Regions from separate parts of the Mus musculus genome. Here region 1 is linked to region 2. A link is a contact called in public Hi-C data. All regions are on one chromosome and are shown on one strand. Each heading gives the region's core, a stretch centred on a gene start, on an enhancer-like site or on the middle of the called end of the contact. The rest is flanking DNA. Distances are from core to core; before and after follow the strand shown. Region 1 has its middle 28 kb from the start of Gm22140. Region 2 holds the start of Rnf122 (ring finger protein 122).

Evidence for each region. A called contact is a pair of places that touch in the nucleus more often than the background predicts.
Region 1: a Hi-C map of cortical neurons shows a contact between it and region 2, with 2.7 times the contacts expected there. The contact joins the enhancer-like site here to the promoter of Rnf122 in region 2. A contact is called at or near these places in 4 of 39 promoter capture datasets (the 3T3-L1 cell line, cranial neural crest, hippocampal neurons and 1 more) and 2 of 484 Hi-C or Micro-C datasets (both in cortical neurons).

Annotation. Positions count from the first base shown.
Region 1 is chr8:32,211,844-32,217,012 of GRCm38.p6, reverse strand. It overlaps a transcript of Nrg1 not described here. Among named protein-coding and RNA genes, the nearest start is that of Gm22140, 28 kb to the right of the region's middle. Within about 2 kb of position 1,717, at least 16 of the 459 cell types and tissues checked have an H3K27ac peak or open chromatin away from gene starts, as enhancers often do. A contact at or near this core is called in cortical neurons, where this site is marked.
Region 2 is chr8:31,108,439-31,114,297 of GRCm38.p6, reverse strand. It overlaps Rnf122 (ring finger protein 122), which reads right to left and starts at 2,471. Exons shown (of 6, transcript NM_001368375.1): 1 at 2,126-2,471. The coding sequence starts at 2,150. It overlaps Gm40484 (a long non-coding RNA gene), which reads right to left. Exons shown (of 2, transcript XR_870300.1): 2 at 5,073-5,407.

The sequences.
Region 1 (5,169 bases), core at 468-2,967, 1.1 Mb before region 2:
GAATTTTGCTTACTGTTAAATCCCTGCCACCTCATGTGTTGGTGACCCACACCTGACAGTACCCATTCTTACACTGCAATGCTGTATATATCTGTTTGTTGATCTCTATGAAAGAGTCAGTCCTGACATAGATAACAGTATCTGGGAAATGCATGGACTTGATACACTCATCAAACCAAAGAAACCATGTACAAGTGAATCAAGACTGCATTTGCCATTGAGCCAAGGGGTTAAATGTGCCATTTCAATTCCAGCTTTACTGACATCCTTTATGTGGTCTGTGTTTCCCTGGAGGGTGCAGAATATAGAAAGCCACTGTGGACAAATCTGAAAGAAGACTGTAAGCCGACATAGAAGAGTCAGAGCAGAAATACACAGCAATCTTGACAATGAAGGTTGTGGAGGCACTGGGGCATCCGTCCATTTTCATCCTGGAACTTCTGTGAAGGACGCTCCATCTTGGGGTTAGAGAGCCCTAAGAAAAGCCTGGCCTGGGCTTTGGCAAATGCAGATTCCTTGAGAGACCTGGTAGCAGGGAGGCAAATTTTACCTCTTTTTTTCTGACTTGGAAAAGACAAGCAATTCCTTTCTCCTTTCTTTCCAGGTAGGGCATTGGCTTTTCAGAGCAATGTTATGCAAGGTCCCTAGCCAAAAGTGTGGCACCCAACATCACCCTCTCTTTACCTCACTTTGATCTGAGGCTTGAAACTCCACTCATCACAGGCTTACTGGGATTGCCAGCGCTCCTCTTTCAAACACATTAGGAATCTTAAATGATTTAGTGGAATCTTTCTGAGACAGTTGTATCTGAAACAGACTGTTCAGGCTTGCAAGGGCAAAAGATATTCTAAAAGAGAAACTTCTAGAATAATATTCCCAAACAGAGTATTGGGTCCCCTGAATGAATGGAAGTAGAAAGTCACAAATAGGGTAACCCCTGGTGTGAGTCAGGCGAATCGTGCCCTATTTGTACAAAGTGGTAAATTCTGTTTGCAATAAAAGTACTAGCCTATTTTTTTTTAATTCTAAACAAATATTTCCCTCCGCTAGTCAGCTGAATTAGTGGGAATGATGCGTTCTCTTTCTCTGTAGAAGTCTGTAAACATATTTCCTCAGTGGGAAAAACAGAGCTATCTGGAATGGAAGAAGGGACTGGCATTTGAAGCTTCACCGTAAGAAATGATTTTTTTCCCCAGCATTCAGATTTGAGTTTTAATATGTTATTGGCTCTGGGAATCAAGATGCCCCAGAGTAAGTATGTATGAACAGGCAGAGATGTGCATTTTAAGCGTGTTCTTTGGGGATCATAATCAGAACATAGGCATCATTTAAGGAAAGGCAAGGAAGACGACTTTCTTATGTTCTGCACAAGTTTTCTATTAAAGATACCAGATGCTCATCGTTGAGAAAGATACAGCCTCCTCTCCTTGATTAAAAATTAAAGCAGAGACCTCAAATGCTCTGATTTAATAACCTATCATTTTTAAATTTTTTCCCTGCAGTTGTTTTGATACAAGAGTTAGAAATCATGAGGACAGCCAGCTTAAAACTGCAGAGCACAACAAAAGGCAGGAATGAGAATAGATAAGGCCTCTCCCAACCTTAATTATCTCCTTCAGGAAGAGGTGCTGTGGAGATTGTTGCCTGCTACAGCTTAGCTGGGTAACTGTTAGCAGTTGTGAAGCCTGCTTTCCCTGAAGCAGTAGAGGGTGCTATGCGGACGTAAGTGAGGAGATGCTGCATTTCTTGTCAGGGACTTAGGCACCTCTCTCTCTCTCTCTCTCTCTCTCTCTCTCTCTCTCTCTCTCTCTGAGGCATCTGCTCTTCACAAAAAGAACTGAGAAGAGGAGAAGAAGAAACGAGTCCCAAGGTTATACTGAAGGACACAGCTGGATTATTCACTCCTTAGAGAGCACAGAAATAAACCCTTTTGCAATTCTGGTGAGGTTTGGCATTTCTAAGTACTTGGGAAGAGCTAAGGGTGTGGGCAGCTTTAAGAAATGATAAGTTTGAGAATTTCTCTGGAGCTTAAGACTGAGACTTTAATCTGTCTGAAAGCAAGATGTAAAAATTTGGAGTGCAGTAATGCTTGCAATTACAGGAGACTTTTTGACGAGCGATGAAGTAATTCCTATAATTTCATTAGTGGTTTTTTTTTTTTGTTCTCTCTCCCTCTCTTGCTCTTCAAGTTTTTTATATTTTATACATTTGATGACAATCCAAAATCTTACCAAGATGGATCTGAAATACATTCTGACAAAATTATCCTGAGTTCCTTTTAGAGGCATCTATTTCAGAGCCGGCCAGCCCTCTGCCACTAAGACTCCTATGAATTCTTTAGCAGAAGGAGACATTGACTCTTGGAGGTTAAGGAACCCATCCAAGTCAGCCAGTTGGTTCACGGCAAGTAGGAGATCCCAGTATCCTTGTTCCTGGTTCAAAGCTCTCCCTGCCCTAAATCTTAGCATTTCATATGGTATTCTTACTGCATTCTGTCCTTTGAGAATGTAGTATTCACTGATTTACTCGAAGAAGTCTTGCCCCGTTCTATGATGGGCTGAGAAGGAAGCTAAACATCACTCCACAGTTCCGTATACAGCTTTGTACCCATTCACACCAATGTCAAGTCAGCCACCTTCTGTTCAGCTGCCTTTTCCTGACTCTAAACCCCCGGCTTCGTGACTGATTTCACTATTTCGTGTCAACAGTAGAGTAAAGTTCATCTGACTCAGAGTAAGGGAAGTGGGCCAGGTGGCCAGGGTTGTGTAACACCTTCCTCACTTGAGACAGGGCAAGAGTGAAGAGCCGAGGCTGCCTGCCATCACTGATGCTGCACACAGAGGTGAAAAGTTCAAGGTCCCAGAAAACCCCTAGGCTGATACCCGCCGAAAAGCTACTTTGATTCTCTGAGAGTGAGCAGAGATGATGCTGGCAGGAGAACCATAAGGTGTTCTCTTGGTATGCCTTCCCTGATGTGACAAAGCAGAAGAAACGGGGGTGGGAGGGCAGGTGCTTCCAGAGACATGGCGGAGACAGGACCAGTCACACCCTGGTCATCTCATAAGAGTGAACTCCTCGCCTGCCAATCTCAGAAGATGAAAGCCGTGCAAAAGTTTGTAGTGTGTCTGTGGGGATGCACTTGGGAATTATTCCTGGACTGCACAAAGTATATGGAGTCTTAAATCCAACCACCTCTGTGAGAAGCAGAGGAGACTCAATAAACTTCATGAACAGGCAGGAAAGAGTGTCTTCTTTCCGTGTGTACGAAGTATCATAATCGGGGAGTGCTCCAGCAGGGAACAGCGACTGGAAAGAGGATGCTCCTGAACTATGGAGCAAGTTAACAGAGGGTGTGGACTTCTGTGCTATTTGATCATCCCAGATGACACCCATGAACCTCAAAGGAGGTGCTCTTTTGTTTTGTCGCATCTCAGCTTTCTGTTGTTGTGCTAAAGTAAAGGATATACGATTTATTTAGTACATAGCAAATCATGGAACCTATTATACTCAGGAAAGGACACAGGCAGGTTTAAAGAGGGCTATGTAAATTACACAACCGCCAAGGAGTAATGAAGGAAATTAGAAATGCTTTGACATCGTGCCTATTTTTTATGCCCTTGTTATTCTAGAGGTTTACCTATGTCTATTCATATAGATATTCAATTAATATTCATGTGAAGTAATATTTTCCCACAGACTACCCATGAATGGCCACTTCACTTACAGAGCATAATATCTGGCTATGCCCCTCCCAACCCCCCGGAGGGAAAGAATGGTATTTGTGAAAGAAGCCCGTTCTAATCCTGCCACTTGAGAGTTGTAAGACAGAAACCAAGCTTTTTCTCTCAATTGTAAAGCAAAAACTTTGGTGTGTGCCCGTATTGTGCTGTTAGGATTTTTTTTTCCATGACAAATGTCAGTGGACCTAGCAAGTGATTATGGCTTTGAAGGAATAGCATGGGCCTTTCTCTATTCTCTGCATGCTCAAAAATGAATGTCTGTAGTCATTACTATCATTATCAGTCCATGCTATCAACTTCTGAAACACTTTCCAAGCCAGTCTTGTTACTATCTGGTTGGGAAATCAGTTTGTCCCTGACTATGTGCATATGGCTACAAAATGCATGTCAAACTCATACATCTCTGGCATATGTGTGTGTGGTTTTTGCCTTGGAATTTCTTGAGTATCCTTGTTGATAGTATTACCAGCAATCTGTATCTCTGGCTTACAGGCAATTCACACTAGTGATACATCGCTGCATTACCCTGAGAGAATATGTTTACCGTAGCAAGTTTCATTGCTTTCCCCCTACCCCCACCCCTGCATTGCATTGTTTGCTTTTGCTTGTTTGAATTGGGAAGCAATTTCCTTCCTAAAAGATATGGAAATCCTCTGTGTGTGTGTGTGTGTGTGTGTGTGTGTGTGTGTGTGTGTGTGTGTGTTATTAGCAAAAGTCATCAATGTGTTAATTCTCAGAAAAAAAATGGTTCTTTCTAATAATATCCTATGTAACTGATATTCTATGTCATTTTAAGTAACCAAAGTTTGATGATACCCAAGAAAGACACAACCTCCATTAGAGTATTGCCAATTAAATGAAGCTGTGCTCCTTGCTTTTTCAAATTCAACCCGTGAGCCAATTTCAAAATGGCCTCATAAATCACCAAGGAAGCCTGACTGTTGCTCACCCTGCCTCCAAGTTTGACAATATGCCTTTATAACTTACATTGATAATGATCTCTCGAGGGAGTCAAAAGTGTTCTAAATTTTGGGGTTCTCTTATGCCTTTAGACACCTCACCAGAAGGGTAACTAATGCTGTTGGGTTCTACCAACATCATTTTCACCTTCTTTTTAACCTCGTGTGGCTCAGGCATTAGAACATGTTTAAAACTAATGAAAAAGCTTAGACAGTGGTGGTTTTCGCATCCTTGTTTTGTTTCATTTCTTCTTCTCTACCACATCCCCCGATAACGATTTCCACGGGCTGGAAACAGTGAGGACAGAAGTTCTCACTGGATATATTTTAAATGGGGTTGATAGCTCCGCAAGTGATCTCATAGCCCCCAAAGCACTTTACACACTGAGTAATCACTTCAGACACTAAATATAGAAAATATAATCTTTAAAACCATCACAAATAAATCCATATTTGAAACTTAGTCTACC
Region 2 (5,859 bases), core at 1,222-3,721:
TTTCTTAAGGGCATTGTGGGTGACAATGGAAACCTGTCCATAAAACTAAGCAAGAGATCTGTTTCTGTTGCAGTGTGATTACCTTTCATTCTATACTCTCAAGTACAGAATTGATTCGGATGTTATTATTATTTTAACTTCAGAGTATTTGTATATAGGGTGATGTGTCTCCAGGATACAGCTCAAGTCTAAACATGAAATTCATCCTGTTTCATGTACACCTCATTCATGCAGCCTGAAGAGAACTTTACACATTCTAAATATTTTGTGCATGAAGTTTTTTTTTTTTTTTTTTTTTTTTTTTTTTTTTTTTTTTTTTTGGTTTTTTGAGGCAGGGTTTCTCTGTGTAGCCCTGGCTGTCCTGGAACTCACTCTGTAGAGTGAGTTCTGGCCTGGAGCTCAGAAATTCGCCTGCCTCTGCCTCCCAAGTGCTGGAATTAAAGGCGTGCACCACCACACCCAGTCACGAAGCCAAGTTTAATGGTGTGAAATTTTCTCTTGTGACATGCTAGACTTCTAGAAATGTTGGACTTTATGAGATTGTATTGTCAATCGGAAATCAAAGAATGCTCATCCTAGGATATGAGGTCTCTAGACGTCCTTCAAGGGAGCAAAAGTGGGGTTCCATCCCCTCTGGAGTCATAACACAGGATCTGCCAGTCACTTTAATAAGTGCAAGATAAAGGGTGCTGAGCAGGTCAGTGATCGATCGAATATGTTTAATAGGAGCAAGCTCTGCGTTCCAACACCGCGGGGGTGGGGCAAAATAAAACTCTTTCAAAGGATGCTGCCCAGAAAGGTCCGGGTTACTGACAGCTTAGCTCTAGCTAAATCCCAGGTCCATTGTCTTCCGACCTGACACCAGAATGTCTCATCTCAGCTGGCAGTCTGCAAGCTGGAATGACGTCAGAGCGGGGCTGGCCAAGACCAGCGGATCTGGGAACTGCTTCTTTCCAGCCAAAGGGAATCTTTCCCAGATGCTGGGATACACCGTCAGGCCTCAACCCCCCATTCCCGCCCCTCCTCTCCATTACCAGCCTATCACACACAGCTTGGTTCATTTTCAGGAAATTAGATCCGACCAGCAAAAGGAGGAAGGAGGGGGGATGGGGGCTACTCATACACATGCGGCCCAAACCCTGCTTTAAAACAAAAGACTCTTGAAATAATTAGTCCAAGATCATGCAGAAGTCTACTTAAGAATGGATTTTTCACAAGCAACCAGACTGCCATACCAAAAAACTTAAAAAAAAAAAAGTTAGCTTCTTTCCACCTCGCCAACTTGCCTAGAAAAAGTGATCAAGATTTTGGGTACTTCTGGGGGAAGGGTGGGTGGTATTAACATCGAAGACTTGGCTCAGAAAGATCCAACAGGTAGCCTAGACAGGAAATCCAGACCCGCTTTCTAACCTGTAACACCTGAGCTGCCCCAAAGCCTCAGATGAACTAATTTAGCATCATCACGCGGTGGGGTGTGGGAAGCGGTTGGTGGTGGGTGGCTGGCTGTGCTGGAAGGTACCGTCACCACCTAGGCTGAAAGCAGACCCCAGGGTCTGGCCTTATTGCCAGAAAGCAAAGCTTTTGCCAGGCCAGCCCTGAGCTGGGGGCCCAGCTTTCTTTCTGCAAGGCTTTATCTATTCAGTAAAGCGACGCTCTTTTAATCCAGCGTCTGGCCCCTAGGAGCCAGTGAAAACCAACAAAGAAAAAGAAAGTCACCCCGCGCCTTGTCCCGCACGCTGCACTGTATACATATTTAAAATAGCCTGCAAAGTTTCAGAACCGGAACTTGAGCTCCCTCTAGGAGATCCTAGCCCGAGCGCGGATTTAATTCTCCAACCACCACAACAAAGAACAGAGTTTGAGAGCGCACAAAGGCAGGCGAAGGGGTAGAAGAGATGGACCGCCATACAAAGGCCGGGAAGACTCGGCTCACACGCCCCTGGCCCTCCACTCGCTTCCAGACCCCCTTTATTCCCAACAAAGTGAATGGGATCTTTCTAACTGCGCGCTGTGCAGAGCCCAGCAGGGCGCCAGGACGCCTTCTGGGCCGTCCCAGACACCGGGAAACTCGGCTCAGGACCTGAACCTGCGCGGTCCCTGTTCTCCCACCGGTCCAGGGACTCACCGTTACACCACTGGAATGGGTGCATCAATGAAGTCAAGGTCGGCTTCCGGGAGCAAACCGAGGCAAGGTGTTGGAGCTGGAGGGGCTGTGCACTGAGACCGCCGGGATGGAGATGCAACTCCCGGAGGAGTGGAGTCAAGGGTTACAGAGAGGCCGGTTTGCAGAGCAACAAAGAGGGCAGAGGAGGAAGCAAAGTCTTTTCGGAGCGAAGCCCTACCGAGGGCCCGGGCCGGGAGGGCAGCCGAGAGAGCCGGGATGCCCGGCCGAGAAGGCAGTAGCCAGGACACGAAGCCGGGCTTGGGTCCCACTGCGCTGAGCAGTGCGCGCTGGGATTCCGAAAACTGACACCGCACGGCTCACACCCCCCTCCCTAGGACTGCTCCCTCCCGGGAGCCCGCCCCCTTTTCGTCACCTGCCCTCCGGCCAATGGGAGCCTTTCTCCTGCCCTGGGGTATTATTTACAAGCCAGTTTACCCTCTGGACAGGGGAGCTTTTTTCTGGGTAGATTCCTACCCCGCCTCCTAGCCAGACCTGGGGAGTCCCTAGCCTGCAGAACGGCGTGAGAGGCGACGCCTGCAGGGGGCGAAGATCGCCGCCTCCTAGGACCCGGGCGGGGAGGGCTATGGTGGTGGAATGACACGAGGATTAGTGCCACTTTTGTTTTCCGCCTACAGATCCGTGTCTGTCTCGAATTTCTATAGCTCTGTAGAAGGCAGTCCTGGGAGTTGGTTCCACTTGTCCTTCGCCTTTAGACCTGGTTATGCGTGGCAGCTAGCGCATTCCCAGACCCACCGCGAAAGGAGAGAACTGAGGCAAAGAGGGCAAAGCAGATGAAACTCAAAACTCCATCTTCAAAGGGCTATTGTTCTCACATCACTTCAGGACAGAGCCTTCTTTTACAAACAAGAATAAGGCCTAAAGCTGAAGGCCATACCGTGCCAGGATTCCAATCTCCTAGACTGTGGCGAAAACCCGGAAACTGGCTTTGTCAATGGCCGGGACAGGGGTCTTGCTTCGGTGTTGAATGGACAGGGGATGAAGGGGGGGGGGGATCTCAAATCTCCATGTAGTATTATTTATTTTGGATGACATTGCATAGTTTATTTTATATGTTTATTATTTTGCTAATGGAAAGCTATTTGGTCCTAACTGACCTCCAACTCCAGAGATCTGCCCTCCTCTGTCTCCAGGGTGCTAGGATGAAAGGCCTGTGCCACCATACTCAGGCTTGTTTATGTATGCTTTTGTTTATCTTTCCACTTAAAAGAAAGTATTACCATCAGTGCATAGAGTATCATTGAAAGTACCCCGGTGCAAGGCGCCACAGCCACGTTCAGAAGCAGTGTGTTGAGTAGACCCACAAATAAGCAAGCAAAACGGCCTGCTCTTCCTTTGTCAGGACTTATCATCCCACTATTGATTTGTTGGAACTGAGTCTCTGGCCCCTGAGCGAGCTAATGCATGCGAATGAATGTTTTGCCATTTCCAAGCACAGTCGTTAAAGTATCAAATATCCTGACCTGCATCTCAGGGCTGCTGGAACAAATGCAATCTTCTTATCTCTGGGGATGGTCGGATAGTCTCCAAATCCAGAAGGCCTTTGTGGACGGTGATTGTGGTGTTTGCATATACACCGTACTTCCCTTAACATCAAGTTGCATACCCCCCACCCCCCAATATTTGTGTAACTTAACAATATGGAAGGCTCACTGTAGTTCATCAATTTAGTGGGGGCAGTGTCGTGTACAGATCAAATTTCTAGGTGTTGTTGTTATTGTTATGAAACAGGGGTTATTAACTATGTAGCCAGGCTAACCCCAAACATAGAGGTTTGACTACCTCTGTCTCTTGAGAGTTGTGTATGTGGCACCACCGCCTGGCTGTCTTAGTGGGATCACTGCAAAGGGTTTCTAAAGGCCTCTCGGATCCTCCCCTAAACCCCACCCCCTCCACTTTAGAGCCCCAGGGAGAAATGTGACATTTACTAACTCTGGAGCTTAAGCCCAGATATTGTTTTGTTTGTTTGTTTGTTTGGATGGTTTTGAGTTTTTGAGACAGGTTTTCTCTGTGCAGTCCTGGCTGGCCTCGAACTCACTCTGTAGATCAGGCTGGCCTCAAACTCAGAAATCCGCCTGCCTCCCAAGTGCTGGGATTAAAGGCGTGCTCCACCAAAGTGCTCCAGAGGCCAGGTCTACAGAGTGAGTTCCAGGACAGCTAGGACTGCACAAAGAAACCCTGTCTTGGGGGCGAAAAAGTGCTCCAGAACACTAGGCTGGCCTTGAACTCACAGAGATCCACCTACTTCTGATGTGCCTTGTTCCCTGTACCAACCCTGCAGCTGTGGAGAGAAATTAGTATGCTGATTTGATACTGATCAAGAATTCCTCTTCTCATGTATCCTTCTGATTCTTGCCTTTGCCTCTTCACTTCTCCTGGGTTGTGGTGCTTGCAGCTCTGTGTACCGTTCATAGCTCTTCAGCCAGCCGCTGCCTGTCTTCTGGATGCTTGCCTTCCCTGAGTGCTGGTCACCAGCCTGGCAGCTCTCAGCTTTTCTTGTACAAAAGTTCTGTTATGTTCTGTTTTGTTTTTAACTGAGGGGATGCCATCCGTGCCACTGCATGAGAGTTGTGGACGTCCTTCTCTCCTTCGAACAACATTTGAGTCCTGGGACTCAAACTCAGTTTGTGAGGCTTGGCAGCAAGCAAACTTATACTCCCTGAGTCATCTCAGTGTCTTCTTTTTTGACTGATTTTGTTTTAATCTTTCTGTGTGTGTGTTAGTGTGCATGTGTATTCGAAAGAGAAACAGAAAGTGTGTAAGTATGTGTGCATATGTGTGTGTATATGAAAAATTAGATATATGAGAGGGAGTGGATGTGTGGTGTGCATGTGTGTGTGTGTATGAGAGAGAGAGAGAAAGAGAGAGAGAATGTGTGTGTGTGTGTATGTGTGTGTGTGTGTAAGTGAGTTGGTGCACGAAAGTTTGTGTGTTGGGCTATTTAAGGCCAGGTGGGCTTCCAATTCCTTTTTTTGCCATCACCTCCGAATAGCCTGGGACTTGCTCTGTAAACCAGGCTGACCTTGAACTCACAGAGATCCACCTACCTCTGCCTCCCGAATTGGGATTGAGTGGGGCGGACCCACCGTGTCTGTGTAAATTAAACAGTTGTAAGACATCCATCTTTTCGGTGGGGGTGGTCATGGCGGACGCTGTGCATGAGTTGAGGCAGGAAGTATGTGGGAATCTTCTGAGGCTTCCTGTCTGTTTTGCTGTGACCTAAAACTACAAAGGGGGGGGGGGAGTAATCCTGATTGAAAAACAAGCTCCATATAATAAATAAATAATTAAAAAAAAAAGAAAAGAAAAAGAAAAACAAGCTCCAAGTGAGCATAGCTTTTCCTAGAGAGAGATGGGAATTTGTATTCACCATCCAGGTCAGGTGTTGATCCTATTTTCATTCTGTTGTGAAAGAGGCAAAAGCCTTTGAAGGGAAAGGTGACAGGAAGGGAGAAATTCCTTCACAACCCATTCCCCTTCAGGCTAAAATGAGCTTCCTTGGGAAAACACTGAGAAGGCAGGATAGCTACAGGTGCTCCTATAGACAGCAGGCAGAGCTGAGCATTGAATACCCCACATTGCACTCACAAGAACTGTGCTACCGCAGGACCATGTGTTCTATCTATAATTTATAGTTTTTCCTTCTTTTTTTTCCCAGACTGGGTTTCTGTATGTAG